2 separate regions of the Gossypium hirsutum genome follow, and region 1 is linked to region 2. A link is a contact called in public Hi-C data. All regions are on one chromosome and are shown on one strand. Each heading gives the region's core, a stretch centred on a gene start, on an enhancer-like site or on the middle of the called end of the contact. The rest is flanking DNA. Distances are from core to core; before and after follow the strand shown.

Evidence for each region. A called contact is a pair of places that touch in the nucleus more often than the background predicts.
Region 1: a contact with region 2 is called in a Hi-C map of leaf, with 2.0 times the contacts expected there. The contact joins two enhancer-like sites. A contact is called at or near these places in 5 of 34 Hi-C or Micro-C datasets (anther, fibers and leaf).

What each region holds. Positions count from the first base shown.
Region 1 is chrD04:9,924,717-9,931,129 of Gossypium_hirsutum_v2.1, reverse strand. No RefSeq gene overlaps it. Among protein-coding and RNA genes, the nearest start is that of LOC107925977, 15 kb to the left of the region's middle. Within about 2 kb of position 4,984, at least 4 of the 9 cell types and tissues checked have an H3K27ac peak or open chromatin away from gene starts, as enhancers often do. A contact at or near this core is called in leaf, where this site is marked.
Region 2 is chrD04:9,886,241-9,892,943 of Gossypium_hirsutum_v2.1, reverse strand. No RefSeq gene overlaps it. Among protein-coding and RNA genes, the nearest start is that of LOC107926062, 16 kb to the right of the region's middle. Within about 2 kb of position 3,328, at least 4 of the 9 cell types and tissues checked have an H3K27ac peak or open chromatin away from gene starts, as enhancers often do. A contact at or near this core is called in leaf, where this site is marked.

The DNA.
Region 1 (6,413 bases), core at 3,735-6,234, 37 kb before region 2:
GACCCTACGCGGTTCGGGTCAGGTCGTCAGGTCGGCTAAAATGACGCCATTTCAGGTGCCCCTTTCCTAAGATGGTCCATAGACCAAAATAAAAACAAAATAAAATTAAATGGCAAAATAAAAAGGACTACATTGTAAATCGTCTAAAAAGCAGAAGGACTGGGGTCGCAATTATAGCCCCGTCACAAAAAACACGCGAATCCTGAGGTACTCGGGTCGGGCAATCGGGTTGAGCATCAAAACGATGTTGTTCGGGGTTTATGGACCCAGGCCAAAATGATGTCGTTCTGACCCCCTATTTAAGTTAAAAAATTCTAAAAAAATTCCTTTCAGCTTAGTTTAAAAAAAATTGAAAACCCTCCTCTTTTTTTCTTTGAAACATGCCCTAAGACCGACTACCAGGGCTATCGCACGTCTGCCATGGCCACCGGTCATCAGTGGTGGTGACCACCACCTCCGGTGGCCGAAAAAATTCTCAAAAAACATTTTTCGACTCTTCTTTTCGCACAGAACTCTGATTCGTAGTCAAAACCTCCAGAACTAAAATCGAAACTCTAAAAAAGGAGAGAAAACCTTTCAATTTTCTTCTCTCCGACGAAGCCTCCAATGAATCTTTAGGGATTCAGAGGTCCTTTGCATTGGAGAAGGCCGTCTTTCCTAGATGACAGAGTCCTCGCCCACCCGCAACGGTCGAAGGTGAAGTGTCAGGTGAGTTTTCTTATTTTTTATTTTATGTTATATTTTTTAAAAGAAAAAAAGGAAAAAAATAACAGATTAAAACATACAGGAGTCACCTTTTTTAAATTTTCTTTGTATTACGTTTTTTATTATTATTTTCATGTGTAAAAAAATACATGATTATCCTGGCTTTTATAGTCAAATACAAACTGTTCTTTTTACTGTTCTTGCGTGTTCGTATCTATCCTCTTTCTTTCTCTTTGCAGACGACGATGCGTAGTCAACGGAGGGGAGAGAAGGGGCGCCTTTTGCCATTTTGGTACAACAACGGCAGACGCGTCAAGCCTCGGGACGAGGAGCTTCGGGCGGCGTGCATTCGAAAAGGGGGTGCGGTGCCAAAAACTGATTTAAGTTTTGGGCCGTTGGGCTTGTAATTTGGGTAGTGTATTGGGTTAGGTTGTATTATGGGACTTTAGGTTTTTTATTTAGGCCATTTGGGCTTGTAAATTTGAACTGATTTGTGAATATATTGTTGTATTTTGAACTTTTTATTTATTTTTAGATTTTGTTTATCTAATTTCTATTTGGGTTGATTGATTTGGGCTTTTTATTTGTTTGTAATTCAGGCCCGGGTAAAATTGGGCTATTACAAATGTAAAAATCAATATTATGGTATTGAGGTAGATGATATCACCTCCTTAACCATCTACTATTTACTCCTATCATTTGACGTCAAACACCCAAACATTTCCCTCAGGAAAATTGTAGATTTGTTTATCATTTTCGAATGGGTTTTCAGTATGGTTCAAAAATATTGGGCCGTAGGCATGATCTGAATTTATAAGCCCATCAAATATTTGAGTTCATAATAATAGGTTAGAATCGAATTTATCATTTAATAAGAAAATAATATTTTTATTTAAATCTAATTATAAATTGATATTAAGTGATCTGCAAGACAACATTTCAGTTTATATTGTGAAACCCCCTTCACAATAAACTCCATAATCTTACTATTTTTAGATCTCTATGAGATTGTCCAAACTTGTGTCCATATCTCACCCTCGCTCTTTATTACTGTCGAAACCATTTTTATTTTGAAAAACGGGGTCGACTTGAATTTTGAAAAAAAATGAAAATGGGAGTCGCCACCGATCCTTTTTATTTAGGTGTGATCGGTTCACCTCAAAAAGTGGTTATTTTTAATAAGCGATTTGACTTTATTAAAACAACGATTTTGGTCCACGAAATTCAGAAAAACAAGTTCGGGAGTCGGTTACGTACAAGGAAGGATTAGCACCCTCGTAACGCCCAAAAATTGGTACCTAGTTATTAATTAATGTCTCAATGTCGAAAATTGAAAACTTTGAATAGATTTAAAATACGATCTTTTGTTTTTTTTAAAAAAAACTTATATAAAACAAGTTACTCGATAAGGCCCTCTCATTTTGAAAAGAGAAAATGTCACACCCAATGAGTTAGGGCATGATATTTCACTTCCTCAAAAACGAGCTTGTTCAAAAAAACTCGTGCAATAAAATTTAAAAGGATATTCAATTGTTTAAGTCAGATGAAGAAATCGCAGCGCAATACGTTAGGGCACAATTTCTCAAAATTCTAAACATTGAATATTACCTTTATTATTTTTAGAAAAAAAAATCATCATATCGAGAAAACAACATGTCATATCCAATGCGTTAGGACACAACGTATTGAATTCTCGATAATGAGCTTTTTATTTATATTTTGATTAAAGAGCATTCTCGATTATTCAGATTCAACGAAAGAGTTGGAACCAAATACGTTAGGGCTCAATCCTCTCGAAGATTCCAAATACCGAGTATTGCCTTTATTTTTCAAAATTTTCTCTTTATACGAATTTGGGTAAAAATTATATAATGGAGTAACAATTGTGATAATGTAAATATAAATAGCATGATCAAGAACAATAACAACAACAATAATAATAATAATAATGAAAAGATAAATAAAAAAACAAATCAATCATGTATACACAATATCAAGTAAATAAATAAAACCGAAGCATTTAAAGAATATAATAATGATAATAATGGTCATGTGAATAAATAAATAAATAAACATCAAGTAAAGCAATAATAATAACAAAGAAAATAGATAAAAATTATAAAATATAAAAATATATATGTATATATAAGAAAAATATATATGTATGTGAATTATAAAAAAAATAAAAAATAAAAATAAATATACATATTTTAATATGTAATATATATATATAAGTATGTATATAAAATTATGAAACATAGAAAATATATAAAAGTATGTGTATATATATTTATAAAAATTAAAAAATGTGCACGTATATGTATATATTATAAAACATATGTATGTATACATACATATATATAACAAAATTTGAAATTTAAAGGCATAAAAAAATAAATAATAATGATACAAGATTAATGATTGCACATAATAGTATTAACAATATTAAAATAATTAATTTAATAATAAAAAACTAAAATAACAAATAGAGGATTAAATAACATCAATAATCAAAGACCAATAAATTTAAAATAAAAAAATATAAGGCAAAATAAAATGTAAAAAAATTTGAAAATAATGAATTTGAAAATGAATAATAAGGGAAAAAGAGAATTGAAATCAACAATATACAAATCAATAAATAAATTATACACAAATCAACAAAATAAGAACAAGCCACAAAAAATAAGAACGCAAAATAGAGAAAAATTTGAGTGAATACTCTTAATAATTATTATTACTCCCAACTCAAGTCCTTTATAATGAAGGGAGATGCATCTCTTTATAGTTGAGCCTCCCCAAATCCAACGGTACAGATCAATTACTTCAACGGCTAAGATTAAAGGGCATCTACAAATTAAATCTCTAATATTACAAAATCATATCTTCTAAAATTGCATATATCATATCTAAGATTGCATATCATATCTAAGATTGCATATCCTTAAAGATTATGTTTCCATAAGCTTGTAGATGAACCTTCAACCTTTTCAAGTAGTGGGCCATTCCGATCGGGCCAAATGATATAATTTTGTATTGGACTTGGACTTTATTTTATTATTTTGGGTTTATTATTTTTTTGTGAGCTCGAGCTAAATTGACCTATTACAATTACCATGTTCCTTTCTGTTAGCCCATACTTTGTTTTTGTTGAGCAGTTGATGTGGTAAGAGTAAGTTTTCCATTACTATTTCAGTGTGCCAAAAAATGCTGTCAAAATTTATGGTTGAAGGTTAAAATGTCCTTTTGTATGTAATGGTGGAAAGTTAAAAATTAATTAATTATATGTTAAAAAAGTTCTTAAGAAAATGTAAAAAATCAATTAAGCCTCTATATTAAACTCACACCTAATTAAGCCCTTGTTATTAATTAAAATAATCAATTAAGTCCTTCCGTTAATGATTTTCATCATTAATCACGTTGACCACTAAAATAAAAAGACAAACCAATTAGATGGTTGCACGTGACAACTTCTAGTTTAATTTAATATTTTTTATAAAAGATAAAAATATTAAAATTTATAAAAGAAATTATAAGAAATTATACAGTTAATAAAACTTATTTAAAATATTTAAAATTTAAAACAACATAATAGAATTCTTAAAAATAAAAAAAAAGATATAAAAAAATTATTAAATTAATATAAACTTATAAACATTATAAAAAAAGTAAGAAAAACTTGAACTGAACCGATTAGCCTGAAATCAATAAGGATATCAGCCAGAGGAAAGCCATTTGACTTGTTGACTTGAGAATTGGGTGGTTGAATCGATTTTTTATTTTTTTCATATTTTTATCAAACCAAAATTTTATTATCCAACTATTAGCATATGTCGGGATGAAATATTCTACCCAAAGTTTTACAACTGAACCAATAATCGAACCAATCAAGCCATCAGTTTGTCAATTCAACTGGTTCAACCAGTTCAATTAAATAAATATTAAAAATCAATTGAAATTAACTGTTTTCAATGAAATATTATAGACTAATTTAGACAAAAAAAAATTCAAGTCTAATGTAGAAATAATTGCAAAATTCAGAGAGGGAAACCAAAAATAATTATTAAGTTGAGACCCAAAAATGTTTGGCGGGAGCTAAACTAGCTTTTGAGTTTTTATATATTGAGTGAACCAACTTATTTTGTTGAGTTTGGGGTTTAGACGCATTAAGTTGTGACGTAGCAATTGAATGAACGAATGTGGGTCCAATAGGCAAGAATATTGGAGGGCATTAAATTATGGGAAATGGAAAGAAGCTAGGCATTTCCAGTAATGTCTCAAACAAATGTGGGGAGCAGGTGGACGGCTGAGATTAGGTTTTTCCGTATCAAATAAACCCTTACCACGTGTAGGTAAACAACCCACTTGAATTTAGATATAGACTTTTGAATCGCCACGTATATATAGAGTAAACTACAATGTGGTTATACATTATGAAATTTTTTGAACCAATTAGAGTGTTTGTGTCATAATCATATATTTTTAATTAATTAAAATATAATTATTAAAAATTTATATTATTATTAATTTAAAATAAAATAATTAAGTGATAATACAAATGATTATTTTATTTTTAATTAATTAAATAAATAAAAGAATTTAAATTTTTTAGAACAATTAAATGGAGGAATTAAGATATGCAAAAACTTTGTTTATTCAAATAATTGACACTATAAATAGGGGTCACTCAAGCCATTTTATAGAGAGACACAAGTTCAAGAAGCTGAAAAAATCTTTGCAGAATTTTTTAAAGAAGCCAAAGAGCTTGAAGAAATTCTAAAGAATGTCGCCTTCTTATCAAATTCAACCGTGGAAAGGAAGCCAAGAGTCATTTCTAAAGAAAGTCGCCTTTCGATCCAAATCAACTGAAGAAAAGAGGTCTAAACTCGCTTCAAGAGTAAGTCGCCACGACACTTGAAACACTTGCTCTTGAAGCAATCCACATCTATCCAATACCAAGTCTAGACAACCCATGGATTGAAGTCAAACTGAAGAGAAGAATCAAATGATATTTTTCTTTGTATTTAATAAATTTCTAGAGATTGTAACTTTCTTTCAAAGTTATCAATAAAATTTGACTCTGAATTTTCAAGTCAACTTTTGACTCGAAATTTGTGCGTACAAATTTCTAGCACGTTTGGTGGGACCGTCTCTTCCTTTCATCTCTTCTATCGAAAATTCAAAGTTCAAAGTGGCAATGGCCTCAAAGAAGATCGTCATCAGCAAGTCCGTTTAAACTAATCTTGCAACCCGTTCGCCTTTATTATCAAGCACCAGTGTCCATGTCTATCCTTATGGCACCAGGCAAAAAAACGAAAGTTCTTTTAGAGTCATTCGACCAAACTTCCTCGATGCTCAATGACAATCCACTTTTTGATTCTTCTTTAACAACTCATGACTCAGAAGAAGTATCTCGCCATGGATCAATTGTAACCCGTCTCTTATCATTCAAGGGGAAAAACGTCCAATCAAGTCACCATACCATTCCAACATCTCCCCCAAAGTCTAACTCCGGAGTGATGAATGTCATGAAAATTAACACAAAATCCTTGGAAAAACAAGTGGCATAGAGAGTATTGCTACAAGCCTCAAATAAAGGCTCATTGATCTTACTAGGAAGGGGCCAGTCAATGAAGAAGTTCAAAATGAGAATCTACCAAAGGAGCTTGGTGAACTATCCAATGTGCAAGTTACCAAAGATCCTCAAT
Region 2 (6,703 bases), core at 2,079-4,578:
AAATCACCCATAATTTTTTAAACTCCAAGCCATGCATTTACCATTACATAAACCTATTCAAAATGTACCAAAACCTACCAAAATATGTCAATTCACATTCAACCTATATGGCTAACCAATATGCCCTCAATGGCACCACAATTCAAGTATAAACAACAACTATCCAAACCAAGACATAATCAACATATCCATCTTATTCAATCATCAACCAAGTCCCAAATACCATATGCCAAAATCATCCATTTATACTAAAATTTCAAATGCAAACATACTCCATCATAAGTCCATAAATTACCAAAACCAAAATGACCATTTCAACAACATCTCATCAACAAAGGCATCAAGTGAAAAGCTACCATTTTAAGATACCAAAATACCAAATACAAAATTACATCCCGAATGACACAAGTCATCACCAAGTTACCTAATAACATAAGCATACCGAAACCCTATTTACATGCCACTTATAATCGGGCCAAAATAAACAAATAACTACCGAAAAAATTATTGGATAGTGTGATCTCCAACGATTTTCCAATCGACGGTAAAAGTCTGACAATCTACAAAAAAAGAAAAACCAAATAGAGTAAGCTTATATAAAGTTTAGTAAGTTCATAAAATAAAACATTACATACCTGTCAATTTAATTTATAAATCATACATAACATAGAATAAACATTCATTTGTCTTGTTTCATCATTCCAACTATGTGAAGTGACTAAACGTGAACAATTCATATCATGTTAAGAATCGCATACCAACATATAATCAAACAAATATAATCCTTTATATCATATCATTCCATTTCTATTTCAATAGTTAACTATTTTGCCCGAAGAACAATAGTAAATTGGCTTCAGATACACGAGAGGGTAATGCTCACACAAGCTAACAAAAGGACATTAACTGATACATGTTGCTGCTCACACAAGCTTCGAAGAATCCAGAACACATGCAGGATCTCAAGCCATCGGTATGGTATCCATCACCATTACATAGTACTTGATAAATATAACACCGACACAGAAAGCCTGATACTGTAACACTGGTACAAAGTACCTAACACTATAATCACTGACAATTAGTGTTTGATACGTCTTAATGACATCCATTTGTATCCTAGCTATTCACTAAGTTCACTCAGGCTTATCCTGTTTTATCGAGATCATTCCATGCTCCAACTTTACCTTTCAAACCATAATCTTTCCATTTCATTACCATTCAATAGATCATAGCATCATTCAAATTCATATAACCAAACACATAATTAATTAAAATATTAATAAAAATAATAAACGTATTACGAAATTACCAAAATTCGATAGCTATCAACACTCAACGACTTGACAACTTTTCCTTTCGCGCGATTATTAACCAATTGATCTGTTTCTTGATCTAAATATAATAATTTTATTCAATTAATCAATTTAATAACATAAAACATTTAAATTCACATATTTGACCCTTAATCTTTATTTTGCACATTTACCTTAGACTTTTACCTTTTATTCAATTTAGCCCCTAAACCTAAAACTTTCAAATCTATCACAATTACACCAACTTCATGCTAGCCAAATGTTCCCTTATACCATTGCAACCCATATTTATTAAAATTTCACAAGAATTTCATGCCCAATTTAATATTTTATCAATTTAGTCCTTTAACTTAAAACTAACCAAAGTCACTTTACAAAATAGTCCTATTTAACTATCAAGCTTAATGATATAAAAACAAACTTCAAAAACATCACAAATTCATCCATGGCATAATTCTAAACATTGAACAATTTTACGAATCAGTCTCCGGGTTAGCTAGATTAAGCTACAACGATGTCAAAAACATAAAAATCATGAAAAACAGGTTGAAAAACACTTACATGCACCCAATTAGAGCTTGGTCAAAACTTAAGAACTCAACAATGGTGTTTTTCTCCTCTTACAATCGGTGGTGATCAAAAATAAAGATGACGGCATGTTTTTTTATCTTTTGCTTTTGGTTTATTTATTATATTACCATTTTAACCTTGGTTATTTAATCAAATTTCACACAAAACCTATCACCTAACTTTCCACTATACTTCAATTTGGTAGATTTACCATTTTAATCCCTTAATTCATGGTTTTATAACTATATAATATAATTTAACTTAGAGAAATTAACTTCTGCGACTTTTATGATTTAGTCTTTTCTTACTTATAGAAATTAACTTGGCAAACATTATGATATTGTAAGGATTATTTCTTTGTTTGCTTCTTTGTAATTCTTTGAAACAGTTTATATCTTAATATTTTGGTAGAAATTTTAAGAGAGTTGTAAGGTTAAACCTTATCCTCAAAGGTTGTACAAATTAGTGAATTTGGGAGAATCCTTAGTTGTGGAAAGTTAAGGTAGTGGAGTAGGCAATTGGGGTTGAACCACACTAAATTGTTGTGTTCTTTATTTTATCTTTTCTTTCTAGCTTTCCTAAATTTTTAAAAGTTAATTCACCCCCCTCTTGGTGATTTTGGTTTGATCAATTGAGCAAACACAAAGTTATAAGTAAAATTTGACTCTGAATTTTCAAGTCAACTTTTGACTCAAAATTTGTGCGTACAGTAGTTCCTACTTAAGGTTTTTAAATATATATATATGGAGATATCTAAATTTGGTAATTTGTATTTATTTATTTATTTGTTTGACTTAATTGGTACCTAAATTTGAAATAATTCAACTTGGTACTTTTCTTTAGATACATGACTAATACCATTAAAATACGCTGACATAGTGCTGACGACCGATAGCATAATGAAATATAATAGCCTTATATTTTTTGACACATGGCAAAAAAATAAAAAAAATTATTAAAATAATTTTTCACAAGTCAAAATGTAAAACTACCATATTTCACCATGCTATTATTAGTCAACACTGTGTCAAGTAGGTCCAAAAAAAAGTTTAGGTACCAATTATATATAAGTTGTCAAATTCAAGTACCCTTGTATATCTTAACCTTTTTTTCATCACCCAAATTTTAAAATGATCACTTAATTAATCAAATTTGTTTTTTTGTTTATTTCCGTTTAAGTATCGTTAAATGTTTAACAAAAAGGTGAGATGACAATTCAAAAATTTGTATAATAAATTAAGCCCTCAAATATTATATATTATATCAATTTAATTATAATTTTAAAAAAATCTTCAACATTTATATATTATTTAAATTTTATCGTAATTCTAAAAAATTAAAAAGTTGAATAAATAAACATAAATGGTTGTCAAGGGCTTAGTTAAGAGCTACCTAGAGGTTTGAGGGGAGAGGGGAGGGTGGGGGAGGGTTTGATTTTCCGCTTGCTACTAAATACGTTCAAGACAAGTGTTGGCCCCCTCTAGGTATTAAACCTGCCCTACATTATTATTATGTTTTGTAATAAAGGCAATGTTTTTAATGTCAGTGAAGATGGTACTTTGAGTCCTGCATCTGCATACAGATCCCAAATCTCCGATTTATTATAAAGTTGCCGCCTTATCATTCATGTCTTTTCACATCGTTGTTGTAGCTAGGCTGGCCTAAATCGACGGGCCTGGCCTAAGTTGGGAAGTTCTTGTTTTGTCCAAGTCCAAATTCCATGACTAGAAACGTGGATGAAGCATAGCGGGACGGATTTTGTCAAATTTATTGCTATTTTTATAGTTGGTATGTCTTGTTTTATTGTGGGTGATTCAACATTATTATTTTTATGAATGTTAGATTCATTTATTTGTTTTTTTCTAATTATTTTTAATATATTCAATTCGGTTAAGGAGTGAAAGGGAAAAAGGAATCCATGATTTTTCTATAATTTACTATTTTAATAGTTTTATATAGAAAGTTAAGTGTTGCTTTTATAAAACGGGATGGGTAGGCAATTATTATAACTTTTCAATACTTATTGTCTAAAAAAATCATTTATCTTACTTCGTATTTACTTTTTAAAAAATAAAAATTTGTTTCATTCAAAGTTAAATCATTCATAATCCATTAAGATTTATAAATAAAATGATAAAGAATTTGTGTTTAATTTTTTAATTAGCATGAATATTAGATTTGATCTGCAGACAATCCCTACTCTTACTTCTTATAAAAAAAATATTATATATACTTATTGTTTGAATGCGTTAAAGCGCATTATACTCTTATTTATACGTTAGGGAGGGGTTATGGGTAATTCTAGTTATTGTGTTAAAAAAACAGATATGATCAGAACTTATAATAATATTGTTAAAATATATTTATTAAAATTTTATTAATTTAAATCTGATACTTCATGCATGAAAACTAAGATAATCAATATGTACGGGCAAGATTGAAGACATGCATCTGCATGTAGTGATGTACATCATCAAACAAGTCCACTTTAATGTCGACAGTACCGAAAGAAATATACTCATGCATGGACATTCATGCATGTAAACATACATATATCAACATGATCAGTGCATTGAAAATCTTCATGTAGACGTCGATTTTTTCTAGTTTTTGTGTAATGATCACTGTATTGGTGGGGTCGAAAGAGTTAATAATTTCCATCTTCCCTTGACCATATGATGATGGGAAAGAATGGAAATAGACAATGCACATGAAAGCTTTTTTTATTTTCTTTATTTATATTTTTCGTAAAAGTTATGGATGACCTAACTCTTAATAATTTCAATATGTCTTTGATAAGATTACGACATCACTGGGTCAACAAATTTAGCCTTATTTAACACTTTAATAACCAAAATCAGGATCAGTTTTACATATATTTATAAACTAATAACTTAAGTAGGGATGAAGTTAAAATCTTTTTTTAAGGTCTAAATTTTATAATAGTAAAAATACAATTTTATTATTTTAATAGTCCATATATTTATAATTTTTAAAAGATTTTATAATTTTTATCATTTTTAAGAGATAAAGTGTAATTTTATTTTTACTAATTTAAAATTTTAAATAGCCTAAATAAAAAAAATCTCATTTTAAGGACCAAGGCCCCTACGATCCCCTAACTAGGCCCCTGAACTTATGTTTATTTAAGCCTTTCATATGTATTTTTTTTTATTTTGAAAGCGTATTATTTATTTAGTTTTTAATACTATTATATACAAATTTCAAGTTAAAAATAAGATATAAAAAATAAGCAAATAAAAGAAATTTTATTTATGAAAATTAGTTACAATTTCTAGGATCAGTAAAAGAAATTTTTTTTTAAATTTTTCTTTAGTGGAGTTTTGATCTAAAGGTTGTTTAGACTAAATCTTGGATAAATTTAGTCTATTTTAAGGATTATTGAAACTTGATCTTGAAAATGGATTTAGTGAGATGTTTGCTTGAGAATTTGATTTGATTTGGTGTGTGTGTCTTTGAGATTTGATATTGAATTAATGGAGTCCACTTTAAGAGTTATCGAGACTCAAGAAAATGAGTTCGAATCCAAGCGTCTTCTATACTTAATATTGGATGATAACTCTACTTAAAAGGACTTTTTAGGTTTTTGAACTTTTAAACTTTTGATAAGTTGTGTATGAATGGATGCTTATTTAAGTTGTGTAAAAGAAATCAATTAATGTAACTTTTCTTAATTGGTAAGGTATAGAAGACTTTTCCGAGTAAGGTATAAACCCATTTTCCTTTTGGTTATAAATTTAGTTGATGTATTTTAATTCGGTTAATTTTAGTATTTATATTTTTTAAAGGTCAATTATAGTCTTGACTTCAAATGGTAGAAGTTAAACCCATTTCTCTAAATTCCTCTATTAGTCATGTAGTTTGTATAAAGCTGTATATTTGATCCATTCTTAGTTCTTATCATTTTCGAATTTTGAAATTTCAATCCTGATACAAATAATATCTGTTAAATCAATTAGTTTGATTTGTGTGTATTATGTGAAAATAGCAAGTTGACATAATATTACACATGTGATAATATAAATGACGAAAATGATAGAACTTTATTTAATGAATTTAACAACTACTATTTTGACAAGATTAAAAATTTAAAATTAATTTATGCATAGTTTGAGGACTGATAGGCCAATTTGACCTTTCATTTTCTTTCCACACACGTTTTTGCCCACAACGTCACGTCAAATTGACTGATAACTTTAAAAAATTGAAGTGTTTCTAGGATTTTTATAAAAAAAATTAATATTAAGTAGTGAATTTTATGTGATACCTTTTTAAATACGAAACTTTAAAAATCTTGTTTTTATATGTTTAATTAGAATAATAATGATTCAATTATTAGAAAAAATGAAAGCCGTCTTATTAATATTGTTGGTGTTGTAATAATTTAAAAATGGTGGATCTGAAGATCCTTAAATGTGTAATATACTCTATTTTAATTAGTGGTGGTTTGAGAGGTTATTTAGTAAAAGAATATCACTTTTAAAATTTAATTAGTAAATTAGTTTTTTTTAATTTAAGAAAATAATTTAATTTTGGAGAAAGAAATAGAAAACGTATTTAGCAAGACCCGTTTTCGTGTAATGGCAACTTTTTGTAATGATAAAAAATTTTTAATAGTTAATTTCCAATCTTTTACGAAAAAAAATTTCTAACGACTAATTTATTTGCTATATATATACAACTCATTTTCTTTCTTTTGCATTTAAATCATTTTCTCTCAATTCTCTTAATCATGTTCATCTATTCTCTCAACTATTTTATTCTTAATTTTTCATTTAATTTTTCTCAAATTCTTC